Linked DNA regions of Mus musculus: region 1 is linked to region 2. Evidence: chromatin contacts called from public promoter capture Hi-C data. All regions are on one chromosome and are shown on one strand. The core of a region is the stretch at or near the end of the contact, and the rest is flanking DNA. Distances in the headings are between cores, read along the strand shown.

What was found. Promoter capture Hi-C pulls out the DNA fragments that hold promoters and counts their contacts.
Region 1: a contact with region 2 is called in a promoter capture Hi-C map of embryonic stem cells, with 9 times the contacts expected there. The contact joins the promoter of Foxd2 here to the promoter of Dmrta2os in region 2. A contact is called at or near these places in 8 of 39 promoter capture datasets (cranial neural crest, embryonic stem cells, frontonasal cranial neural crest and 3 more), 32 of 484 Hi-C or Micro-C datasets (B cells, LSK cells, cerebellum and 11 more), 3 of 115 datasets of contacts at active chromatin or transcription factors (embryonic hindbrain and embryonic stem cells) and 1 of 9 other capture datasets (embryonic stem cells).

The regions. Positions count from the first base shown.
Region 1 is chr4:114,905,835-114,912,242 of GRCm38.p6, forward strand. Foxd2 (forkhead box D2) reads right to left here and starts at 3,064. Exons shown (of 1, transcript NM_008593.3): 1 at 446-3,064. The coding sequence starts at 2,987. The coding sequence ends at 1,509. It overlaps Foxd2os (forkhead box D2, opposite strand), which reads left to right and starts at 3,423. Exons shown (of 4, transcript NR_030721.2): 1 at 3,423-3,824; 2 at 6,336-6,408.
Region 2 is chr4:109,976,609-109,982,865 of GRCm38.p6, forward strand. It overlaps Dmrta2os (a long non-coding RNA gene), which reads right to left and starts at 3,004. Exons shown (of 4, transcript XR_868017.3): 1 at 2,330-3,004; 2 at 734-2,178; 3 at 319-505; 4 at 1-161. Dmrta2 (doublesex and mab-3 related transcription factor like family A2) reads left to right here and starts at 1,417. Exons shown (of 3, transcript NM_172296.2): 1 at 1,417-1,728; 2 at 3,247-3,801; 3 at 4,997-6,257. The coding sequence starts at 3,255. The coding sequence ends at 6,045.

The DNA.
Region 1 (6,408 bases), core at 1,814-4,313, 4.9 Mb after region 2:
AGCTCCTGCACACACAGAAAAAGGAGAGTCATACAAAATATGATTCAAGAGGCATGGACTAGTACTCAGTAGCCACAGTGCTCCAGCACTTAGCACTGAAATCTGCCTAGTCCACACTAAAATCTATACTAGAAGAAGGTGAGACGTCTGGGGTGCAGTAGAAAATAGAATCCCTCTGCCCAGCCCCAGGCTTTTGCCCTTCCTTGTACCAGAGTGAAAATGAAAGTGGTCACAGGCTTCCAGAGACCTGGCCCAGTTGGAAGCAGAAGGCCCCAGCAGTGTCTAGAGCCTCCCTCCACCATCTGACTAGCTCAAAGCTTCCTTAGTTTTGAGCTTCTCACCTAGCTCTTTCTCCCTCTCCCTCTGCTGGGGAGCTTGAGGTCTTCTAGGAGAGCCTCGACAAGGACAAGGGAGTTCGGGCAATCAGATTGAACTGGTGACTGCTGCTAAGTTCACATACATTTATTCAATTGACACCAATGAAGAGGGAGAGGGAGACAATTTTTTTTTCTTCCATACAGACCATCAGACGATTTCACAGAGTCTCCGCTAAGTGGAGAAGTCTAAATCAATGCACACCAGTGGACAGAGAATGCGTTGGGGAGGGGGGCAGCCCGCTGTACAGATATTTACATATAACTATAGGAGCCCCCCCCCCGCCACAGCTCTGTGCCCTTGCCCACCCAATTCCCACCTCTCCAGACCCTCTTCTCCCACCCACTCTCATTGCCTTTAACTACAATAAATATCACAGGGCCTGGGGCAGAGGAGAAGGCCAAGAGGACCGCTAGCCCTGGATGGCTGGGCCTATGGACCACGGGAAAAGCCAAAGAGGGCTTTTTTTAAAATAAAAAATAAAATAAAAAACAGCCAAACACCAGAGAGAAAACATTTTCCTCGGGGAAATGGGCTCTGCGGTTTCTTCAAGGATTGTGGAGACCCCGTTTCACTTCTCTTAGCTTCCCGACTGTGAAGAGCCTGCCTTAGGCTTGGAGGGAACCAGCTTCCTTGAAGAACAGCAAAAGGAACCAAAAAAATTTTTTTTGAAAATTTCTCTTAAGCACAAAGCAGATAACAGATGTCTTTAAATTATAATATTGGATGAGCGGGTCTCAAAGTTGAGGAAGGAATGGGGCAGTGGGTTTTTTCAAGCCATGGGTGATTCTGGCGCGATCCAACAACCGACAGGCGTATCTCTGCCAAAGCATTCTCTGACTGTGAAAGGCGCAAAGGCAAGACACAGAGAAGGTTCCTGCTCTCCTTTTTGATGCTCAAACAGAAAAGCGGTCTCCGCTTTAAACCTATTGCGTAGATCAGGGAGGCCAGGGAGCCCGCTTCGTCCCAACTGCCGGTGACATTCTGAGCTTGCAGCTTGAAGTGCCCGATAACGCGCGACGGCCTAGGTCTGGAGACTCTTCATAAATAGACTCCCTGAATTCCGCTGGGACCGGCCGAGCTCCCCAGAGAGGTTAAGGAGTGAGGGCCTAACTGGCCCGAGCCCGGTGCGGTCAAAAGTGGCAGCCACTGAGGCCCGCGACTTTGCTGGCAAACGAGGGCCCTGAAGACAGGAGTGAGTCCCCTGGGTGCGAGAGGCGGATGTGGCCAGCCACCGGAGTCAGGGCCGGGGCAGTCAGCATGGCCAAGACTTGGGCTTGACCCCCAGGACCTGCGGCTGCGGCGAATGGCGATCCCGGAGAACCGTCGCCGCTGCCCGGGGGTGCGGCCCCGCCACCACCGTGGCCCATGATGTGGTCTATAGAAAAGGAAGGCCTCTGGCCTGTCCCCGCGCCCCCGCCACCCGCACCACCGCCGGCGTCCGTCTTGAGGCCCTGACGCAGGAGTGCAGTGGACAGGCTAGCCGCTGTGCCAGCTGCGGGGGGACTCAAGGACGCGGGGTAGAAAGCCTTGGCGCAACCCAGCTCTGCGCCTAGGAAGGCAGGCAGCCCTGCGGGGCTCGGGCCAGATCCCGGGGCAGGCGCAGGGGCCGGCGCCGAGGCCGCGCTTGCGAAGACCGAGGCCGTCGGAGGTCCGGGAGGAGGCGCCGCGGCGCGGCCCGGGGGAACTGACAGCTGGCAAGGCGCGGTGGCGGCGAAGGCGAAGGCGTGCGGGTGCGGATGCGGGTGTGGGGCCGGGCCCGGTGGAGGTGCACCGTAGGCCGGGAGCGCCAGCCCGTAGCCGTAGCCGTAAGCGCCGTAAGCGGCGAAGCTCGAGAGGAAGGCGCCAGGGTCCCCGGCCGCGGCAGCCCCGCCACGCAACAGCAGCTCCGGGTGAGGATGCGGGTGTGGATGCGGTGGCGGCAGAGGCTGCCGCTTGAAGCGCTTGCGGCGCCGCAGGAAACTGCCGTTGTCGAACATGTCGGCCGACTCCGGGTCGAGCGTCCAGTAGTTGCCCTTGCCCGGGTTGCCCGGCTCGCGGGGGATCTTAACGAAGCAGTCGTTGAGGGAGAGGTTGTGGCGGATGCTATTCTGCCAGGCAGGGAACTTCTCCCGGTAGTAGGGGAAGCGGCCGCTGATGAACTCGCAGATCTCGCTCAGCGTCAGGCGCTTCTTGGGGCTCTGCAGGATGGCCATGGTGATGAGGGCGATGTACGAATAAGGTGGTTTCACCAGAGGGCTCCGTGTCGCCGCGCCCCCCGACGGCGGCCCGGGTCCCGGCCCCGGCCCCGTTGCGCCTCGGGCTGCCTGCACGCCGGGCCCCGGGCTTCCCGCTGCGGCCGCCGCCCCCCGGGGCGCTAGAGCGCGGGGCTCGCAGTCAGAGCAACCTCCCGACTCTTCCTCGTCCTCAGCCACGTCCGCCTCGGCTTCCTCCGGGGGAGGCTCGTGGCCGTGAGGGAGCACGTCCCGAGGGGCGCGGGGCCCGGAGCGGGCTGTGAGCTCCCCCCCACCGCTGCCGCCGCCCACCACGTCTATGTCTGCGTCGGGCTCAGACAGCGCGGCCGGGGAGCTCTCGGAGGACATGATCTCGCAGCAGCAGCTGCCCAGGGTCATGGTGCCGCCGCCGCCGCCGCCGCCTCCTCCGCCGCCTCCTCCGCCGCCGCTCTCCGGCTCCGCTCGGCCCGCGGCTCCGGCTCCGCCGTGCTGCCTCTCCGACCAGTGTGTTTTGCGCGCGGGCGGGGAGGGGGCGGAGGACAGGGAGGGGATGTCCCCTAGCTCCTCAGCGCCCCCTGGTGTTGAAACTCTAGGACTTTCACCCTGCAGGGCGCACCCAACCGGTGCTGCCCCGGGACTAGAAAACCAGGCACTGGAGAAGAGCAGTAAAGCAGCCCGTTACTCGGTCGAATCTGGGCTTCTGGGCCCCTAGACACATAAGTGGGGCTTCAGGAGATTAGTCCCTCCCGCCTGGTGGCAGCCTAAGGCGGAAGAACTGTGGGCCCGGGGCGGAGCTCTCTGGGCAGGGTGGGGCGGGGAAGGAAGGGGGCGGGCAGAGGTCCTCTGCTCCCGGGCCCGGCGGGAACAAACTGCCGCGGTGGCGGGAGCTAGGCTCGCTTGGCTGGAGGCGGGTCATCCTTCTCCTCGCAGCTCCCGCAACCCCGTGGCTCCCTGGAGCCACCACCACCTTCAGTGCGCTCAGTTACTGGAAGTCAAAGCTTATGCCGGCGCAGCTGCATCTGGTGGTGGCAGTGGCTACAAACCTCCTCTCCTCATCTCCCCAAGGCGGCGCCCGGGCCACCCGGGCCGAAGCGCGGATGGATCGCCAGTGAGCCGAGATGGCCAGACCGACGCCGCGGACAAGGACCTACTGGAGGCTAAGGGAGTTCTGGAGGACAAGTGAAGAGAGTGATCCAGAGGAACAAACTCGGGCGCCGGAAGATCCTACTCAGATAGGTGAGAAATGTCTGCGGTGGTCCTCTCTTTCCCCTCCAAGGCCCTGGCCCTGCCACTGTCCCCAGGAAGACCGTCTGCTCTCACTCCTCTTAGTGATTCGTCTCCGCATTCGCCGCATTCTCCGCACACCCACAGGTCCTTAGCTTGGGTTTGCAGGATTGATTTTTTTTTTTTTTTTTTTTTTTTTGTCTCAGCATCTCAATCTTTATAATTGTCTCTCTTGACCCCCGTGCATATCCTGCGGAAACTGAGTTTTCCTGGATGTTTGTTCCTAAGTCTAACAATCCCGCTCTTAATTTCCGGATTTAGAGACTCTTACAACAGAACTCTCACGGAGATGTCCCCCCGAAGAAACTTAACCTCATCCCTGGGCCAGTGTTGCCCTTTTATCTGGGGACTTTCTCCACAGAAGGTTGGTCCAGTATGCTTTTTCTGCTAGCCAGATTCTTTTGCCCATCTTTATCCCTCTTCCCTACTCTTCCTCTAGGACCCAGAAACAAGTTGCTCAGGTTTATACTGAGCCCATTTCAACCTCTTGGGGCTGGAAGGGATTGGGAGAAGGTAAGAACTGGACAGAGGCTGGCTGTTGCCTCAACAGCGCCTCACAGTGGCCAAGGCTCCAGCATAGGGGGCCTCAATACCTGCTGTGCACTCCCAGCGCTCTGTGACCCTCCTTAGGTAACTTCCTTTCAGGGCCCTACTTTCCTGGTGTGCACCGCAGGATTAAGAGCAGGACCGGGGGACTTAAACTGCTGGGATCCCAATTTTGGTTTCACCAGTTTCCAGCTGTCTCACCTGGCTAATTTTAATCTTTTTGCCTGACTCTTCCTCTAAAATAAAATTTAAAACACCTACCTCAAGCCTGACACGATGGTTAGCCCTTGCTTAAGTAACTTCAGCATTCAGAATGCTGAGGCGGGAGGTTTGCTTCAAGTTCTAGGCCAGCCTGAGCTTCAGATGAGACCCTGACTCAGAATCAAGTAAGTAAATAAAGTAAGATGAATTTACCGTGTGACCAATATGTAAAGGTAGCCATCGAAGGCCACTGATTGCGTAGACTCTGGGTGCCCTATTCTCTGGGAGGGAAGGTGGTCAGGGAAAATGTGGTCTCCCACCTTGTAGTACCATCTACAGTAACATCTCTAAACCATGTGCTGAAATGTGTGTGTGTGTGTGTGTGTGCGCGCATGTGCGCGCATGGAGGGTATGTGGAGGATAAACTGGGAGTAAGGCAGTGAGGAGGAAATTTGCTGAATGTAAGCAAAATGTAAGGATGGGTGAACCCCTTTATCTAACTGCAACCTTCATTGATGAAGGCAGGGATTCTCCAAGCCCCCTCTGGAACCTCTGAAAAAGGGGATCACTTAGTGTGTTGGGTCTGCATAAACCAAGTATTCCTGGGGAAAGGAATAGGTCCAGCACTCAAAACAGGGACAGTAAATTGAACAGACTAGTGGCCCTGGAAGTGGAATGTTCTGGCAACCACTTGCATACTTCAAGTTTGCTTTGCTTAATGGAGTACCCTCTCTCCCACGAGATTCCACTCAGATACTCCACACCACCAACCACATCCTTACTCCTCCCCAGCTCGTCTCTGCCAGCATCCCAATAAGTAAAGAGAAAACTAACATTGGGGGGCTGGTGAGATGGCTCAGTGGGTAAGAGCACCCGACTGCTCTTCCGAAGGTCTGAAGTTCAAATCCCAGCAACCACATGGTGGCTCACAACCACCCGTAATGAGATCTGATGCCCTCTTCTGGTGTGTCTGAAGACAGCTACAGTGTACTTACATATAATAAATAAATAAATCTTTAAAAAAAAAAAAAAAGAAAACTAACATTGGGCATCATCTAATCTGTTTCACCTTCACTTCGAAATTGGCAAACCCATGAATAATCTTTTGCTTTTCCGGGACCCTCCTGATATTTCAGACTCCAGCTACATGTTCAGCTTCGGGGTAAGGCTGGCTAAAGCAGATGTTTCTCAGACCTCCTTTAGGGCTACCAGCTCTTGCTGCCAGCCGCTACACTCTTGTCCTGCCACCCATTCGCTGAGACTGAAACTCTAGCTGGGAAAAGCAGTCTAAGAACCCCCCAGCTTCTATTCTTCAGTGCAGTCGTGGGGCACCTCCTTAAAGAATCATCCAAACTTAACACTAACAAGAATGGAAAGAAAGGGCCAGGGCAGGATATTGCTTGCCAGATATTTGAGGTGTTCTACCTTATAGCCCACCCACCCCAGAAATCTCCTCTTTATCCAAATAATTGCTTTCCAGGACCCACCTTGCCTAGGGGGAGGTTAAGCCCCAGAAGCCTCCGTCTGTCTCACTGCTTAGCCACCCAGATTGAGCAGCCTGGAACAATTGAGAGTAGAACATACTCCTGAGGAGATGGTGTGTCTATTGCAGGGTCTTTCATTACAAAATGTTTTTTTATAACCGGCCAGGAGTTGTGCTCATTGCGATGTATATGTGGTTCCCACTGGCTTCTAAACCATCTACCTCTCCTCCAGCTTCTCTTAAGAGCCCCATGGAGAAGCCATTTTGTGGATCTGGGAAAGAAAAGCCCTCCTGAGATTGTATGGA
Region 2 (6,257 bases), core at 1,754-4,253:
GAGGCAGGCTCTGGGTGCCTAGCAGATGACCGTCTGCAGTGGCAGAGACCCGACTTCCGACGCCCAAGGGTTTCTAAAAATCAATGCCAAAACGCACGGCAGGGATCGGAAAGGGAGTAAGGAGATAGTTTCGCATTTCATTTAAACGAATTTTCTTTACTCTGAAGGAGAAAAGTAGAAAGCAAAAATGAGAGTAACAGAATGTTAGCCTCAAAGGCAAAGGAAAAGTCCGAGCTGGAGGGTGACACAGTCCAAGGATTTAAACATCAGTAACAGATGGGAATAACTAGGAAGAGATACAAAATTCGAACTTGTTACCTCCTCCGCAGACCCAAGGGGGTTCTCGGGCCGTGACGTCAGCACGGGTCGAGGAAGGCCAAGTCAAAGCAGGTCCAGTGCCCTCGCCCCCTGCGGAAGTCTTGTGGGCTGATGGGTCTGACCGTCTGGCCGGTTCCTCCAGCCTCCAGAGGATCTGGGGAGTCGCAAAGGCGGCTTTTTACTTTGGCTTTAAAAAAAAAAAGTTACAAGTAAACTTTGTTAATTTCAAACAGCCACAAAAAGAATTCCACAAAAAAGGGCAGCAAGATGCAAAGAAATTCGGAAAGGCAAGGAGGGCACAGGGGGCCGAGGGAAAGGGCAGGGGCGCAGGGAGAGGAGAAGCTGCAGCGCTTGGACCCACGTTCCTCCCGGGGCTCCTAGCTTGAAAACACAAATCCTTACAAATCGCACTTACCACTCCGTGACGCCCACGGTGTCAGGACTTTGCAAACGAAGAAACTAAGCATTAAAGGTGATAGAGGGCGGGGGAAGGGAGCAAACCGGCTCTCAACTACCTCGGAGCCCGTCGGACGTGGAAGCACACGGTCACGGTCAGAAGGAAGCCAGCAAAAACCATCTTGGCAAGTCTGCGGTGAACGCCCTCCCTCCCCCACCCCGGCACCCGGGTTCCACTCCCACTTCGACAGCGGTAATTGAATTGTCACCTGCTCCTGTCCCGCCCCAGGCCTCCGGGGCCACTTGGGAAGCTAGGCCTTGCCAAGCGCCCCGGGCCAAGGGAGAGTGGCTCAGTGGAGCCGGAGCCCCAGGAGTAGAGGGGTTACACACGTCTACGCGGAGAGGCGCACCGGACACGGTAATTAGGAGCAATTCACACGCTCTCGGGCGCACGGAAACTTCTTGTCACGACATTTGCAACGCTCCTCCTCGCGCACTCCTTCCCTGGCGCCCCCTCCCATCCCGCAGGCACTCAGCAGAGCGTGCGGAGTTTCGAATCTTTCGGACACTGTAGAATGAGGGGCTCCCCGGGCGCGGGCCCGGCCAATCAGAGCGCCGACTGTCTCCCCTGGCCAATGGCAGGCGCCACATTGTTGTCCAATTCTGTCTAATGGAGCCCTGAGGAGCAACAATAGAGCGGGCGAGCGGCTCATTGAGAGCTGGCAGCGCCGGACTACCCGGCCCGGGGCGAGCGCAGCGTCCGGAGCGCACCGAGGGGACGCCGGTTGCAACCAGCCCGCCCTCGGCCAGGCCCCCGGCCCCGAGGCCCCTCCGGGGTGTTGGACTGCTGTGTTCCTAGAGGGGTCCGGAAGTTCGGACATGGTGGCTGAAGGAGGGTGACGTGGTCAGAGAAGGGGCCGGGGGCAGAGGGACGAGGCCAAGAGAGCCGAGGCGCGAGCCGAGCTGGGCGACGCGTGCTGCGCCAACAGAGGAGGAGCCCGGAGCTCGAGGCAGGTAGGGGAGGGCCGGCAGCCGAGCAGGGGAGGCGACCGGGTCGGTGGCCCCCGAGGGCGAGGCCCAGGCCCTGCCGGGCCTTGGGCATTGAGTGCTTGAGGGTCTGGGGGAAGAGGCCTCGGAGCACACGGTGCTCTGGGATTCCCAGACCCGGACCCCAGGAGCGGCTCCCGGCTCTGGCGGGGACCCGGGCTGCGTGGCGGGGAGTGGAGGCCGCGGCGGAAGCCAGGAGCAGGGCCTGCTGGGCCTTCTGCGGCTGCGGCGCAGGTGAGACTCTCGGGTCCCTTCAGGGTCAGTTTTGGAGGCGACTTCCTGGCCTCCTTTGAGGCCTGCTGGATTGTGCAAGTCCCAGAACCCTGGTCTGAGACCAACACTCTGGAACCTGCGCACAAGCGGGGTCCCAAGAGGTCCCAGGATGAGGAGGGCGTGTCTGAGGACTCAGTTCCTAAACTGGGAGGGGTGGGGGTTGGGTAAGAGGCATTGAGCAAAAGGACTCTGGCTCCTGCAAAGTCTAACTTTTCTGAAGATGTGCTTTCCTCTGACTACTCCAGACTAAAAGTCTAACCCCCAAGCCACAGGTTTCACCCTATCCCCGCCCTACCTTTTGCTGGAGATTTTTTTCCTAAGCAGCGCTGTCCCTCTCGGTGGACCTCAGTCCGGGTCGCCTTGTCAGCTGTTTCTGGACGTTTTTCTTGTTATTCAACTAATCTTTGAGCTAGGGTGGCCAGTCCAAAGAAAGTTTCTTCCGATGGCTTTTCTCTCTTCTCAGCTCTCCTACACTCAGTTCTGTGGAATAGAACTAACCCTTTAGAGGCTCAGACCACAGTATTTGCAGAATTCTTTTGGCTGTGATCCCAGGGCCATAAGCCGAACTTTGCCTCCAAGTTTTGTCTTCTAGTTCTTACCCTACTTCTAACAGGAAAAAATTCTTCAGTTCCTTTTTGCTCGAATTCCTCTGCTTCCACATTGAAAGCTACAATTAAGACCCCAGCCCAACCTGTTCACCTCCTCACCCCGCCTGCACATTTCTCTCCTCTTCACCTGTCCACCAAACGGGATCATTTTGCTCCTTTTTTTTTTTTTTTCTTGCTTTGCCTTTGACATCCGCTTGTTGGTCCCAAGTTTTCTCTGTAATCTGAGTCCCTTTCAGGCAAATATTTCTCTTTTCTCGACTCACCCCAATTAACCTAAGCTTTGGGCATAATATTTTCTTTCCAAATCCTCTTTACATTCAACTGCACCAATGACTTCCAAACGTTGTCTTGTTTTTTTCCCCTTGGCGGAACTACTGATTCAAACGAAATCTTACACGTGTAGTCAGATATAAGAGGTCAGTGGTGGGGGTGGGGGCGTACTTGTTTACAGGGAGCTTCCAGTTCGTTTCCCCAGCAGTTTGACAGCCACAAGTTTAGTTAAACTTGTACAACCAAAGTTTCCCAAAATGGGTTTCTGCAGGCCGTGCTTAAGCCTAGTGACTGTATTACCCTGACTCAGGTATCCCCACTTTCCCCACGCTAGGTCCAGCCATGGAGCTGCGCTCGGAGCTGCCCAGCGTGCCCGGTGCGGCGACAGCAGCAGCGACAGCGACGGGACCACCCGTGGCATCGGTGGCGTCGGTGGCTGCGGCGGCAGCTGCCGCAGCATCGCTACCAGTGAGCGTGGCCGGAGGCTTGCTGCGGGCGCCGCCGCTGCTGTTGAGGGCAGCGGAGAAGTACCCGCGGACCCCCAAGTGCGCGCGCTGCCGCAACCACGGAGTGGTGTCCGCGCTCAAGGGCCACAAGCGCTACTGCCGCTGGAAGGACTGCCTGTGCGCCAAGTGTACGCTCATCGCCGAGCGCCAGCGCGTCATGGCGGCTCAGGTGGCCTTGCGCAGGCAGCAGGCGCAGGAGGAGAACGAGGCGCGCGAGTTGCAATTGCTGTACGGCACTGCCGAGGGCCTGGCGCTGGCCGCCGCCAACGGCATCATCCCCCCGCGGCCTGCCTACGAAGTCTTTGGCTCGGTTTGCGCCACCGACGGCGGGGGTCCTGGAGCTGGAGCGCCCGCGGGGAGTGCAGGGGGCGCAGGGGGCGCAGGTGAGAGCACGGTCACACTGGGGGTGGGGTGGGGTCTGGAAGGAGGAGCCCAGGGGACACAGGGCTGGTGCGCGAGGCCTAGTGGCTTGTTCCTTCCCTGACAAAGTGCAGCTCCCTTCCCTAGATGCTCCAACTACTTAACTGTGGCTCTCCACCCACTCATAAACTCTCTGCCCTGCCTGCAGTTTTTATACTTTCTTCCTCGCCCTCACCCCAGGCCCCAAGGCAACACTTTAGCCTTACTCTTGTTAGGGGGCAGGTCCTTAGTTACTGCCCAACTCATTTAGCTGGGCCTTCTCCCCTGGCAGCCCGGAAGCCGCCCATCTGTTCTGCTCTGAGCTTCTTACAGGCCACCACTCTCTTTTCTTCCCAACTCTTCTGAAAAGACCCTGGCAATCCTTCTAATCCGCACTACTTCCCTAAGTACTGGAGACGCCCTCTTTCGTTTCTCAGCAAGATTCCTTTCCTCCAGTTCCTAAGGCATTTCTGACAAAACATTCTCTGCGTTCCCCTCGCTCTGGCTCCGTTTCTCTCTCAGGCACGCCGGGTTTCTCATAGTTGGCACTTTTTTTGCTCTTTCTCGGGTCCCTTTCCCTTGCTCTGTCTACTCTACTTTTTTGACTCGAAGGTGAGGGAGGCAGTTGGGCAATGGGACGGTCCCGGCTCTCAGACTCTTTGGAAGAAGGACATTTCTTAGGAGTTTTGAAAAATGTGGTCAAGAAATAGGATGTAATTTATTTTGTCTGTAGAGAGGCTAAGGACCTAGTCCCCTAAGGATCCCTCTCTCCAGGTTGAAGTGCCTAAGGCTCTGGCAACCTGAGTGAGTAGTGTCTTCCACATACTCTGAGGTATAGGTAGAAGTTCTGTTTGCTCGGATTGGAATCTTGACAAAGCCACTTCTCTAGGGCGGGGTGAGATGGGAAGGGAGTGGAGGTGTTAGGGCACAAGTGTAGGAAGAGCTTACTGAACATCAAGTTTTCAGGGTGTCAGGTCGGGGTGGGGGTGTCTGGGCACAGAAGAAGCGTGAGCCTAGGAGGAGGGGGAGAGCTGTAGGATCTTTGGGAAGAGGTAAAAATAAAACCAGAGCCCTGTCAAGAATAGTTGGGAGGTGGAGAGGAACAAGAGGAAACTGGCATTCAAAAGGGTCCAGTGTTCTTAACCTCTCCTCACATCTCCGTCTTTTCCCTCCTCTCAGAGGCCAAATTGCAGAAGTTTGATCTGTTTCCCAAGACGCTGCTTCAGGCCGGCCGCCCCGACAGTCCGCAGCCGCCGCCAGGGAAGCCCTTGTCGCCCGACGGCGCGGACTCAGGTCCCCGGACCTCGTCCCCGGAGGTGCGGCCCGGCTCAGGCTCGGAGAACGGAGACGGCGAGTCCTTTTCCGGGTCGCCTCTGGCCCGGGCCTCCAAGGAGGCGGGTGGCAGCTGTCCTGGGAGCGCGGGCGCCGGCGGTGGCGGCGAGGAGGACAGCCCCGGCTCCTCCAGCCCCCTGGGTTCCGAATCGGGTTCGGAGGCTGACAAAGAAGAAGCCGAGGCCGCACCGACTCCGGGGCTGGGCGGCGGGCCGGGGCCGCGGCAGCGGACGCCGCTGGACATCTTGACGCGCGTCTTCCCGGGCCACCGGAGAGGCGTCCTGGAGCTGGTGCTGCAGGGCTGTGGCGGCGACGTGGTGCAGGCCATCGAGCAGGTGCTCAACCACCACCGCGGAGGCCTGGCGGCTGGCCTGGGCCCCGCCGCACCGCTGGAGAAGGCCGCGGTGAGCGCGGCGGTGGAGGACGCGTGGCCCGGGCGCGTGGAGGCCGCAGCCGCCGGGGGAGCCGGGTTGCCCGCTCCGCTGCAGACCGGGCCCACCGCGCCCCCGCACCACAGACCCTTGCTGGCCGGGGCCATGACGCCCGGCGCGCTGGGCTCGCTCAGCAGCCGCTCCGCCTTCTCGCCACTGCAGCCCAATGCCAGCCACTTCGGCGCCGACGCGGGCGCCTACCCTCTGGGTGCGCCGCTCGGCCTGAGCCCCCTGCGCCTGGCCTACTCGGCGGCGGCGGCCCACAGCCGCGGCCTGGCCTTCATGGCGCCCTACTCCACGGCCGGCCTGGTGCCCACACTCGGTTTTCGGCCGCCCATGGACTACGCCTTCAGCGACCTCATGCGCGACCGCTCGGCCGCTGCCGCCGCTGCGGTGCACAAGGAGCCCGGCTACGGGGGCGGGCTGTACGGGCCCATGGTCAACGGCACCCCTGAGAAGCAGTAGGGTATGGGGCCAGGCAGCCCGGCCACCCCGAAACAGCGACCTAGCCTGCTCCCCCAGCTGCAGGCCCCTCCTCGCCCTGCCCTGCGCCCTCCGCTCACAGTTGGCTTTAGGGACTTGCTTGGGTGGGTGGGTGGGAGCACCTCGGCTGACCGCGCAGGTGTCCCCAGAGGAGCCCTGTGGTCTGGGTGCTCGCCCCGCTTCGGGTCACCTTC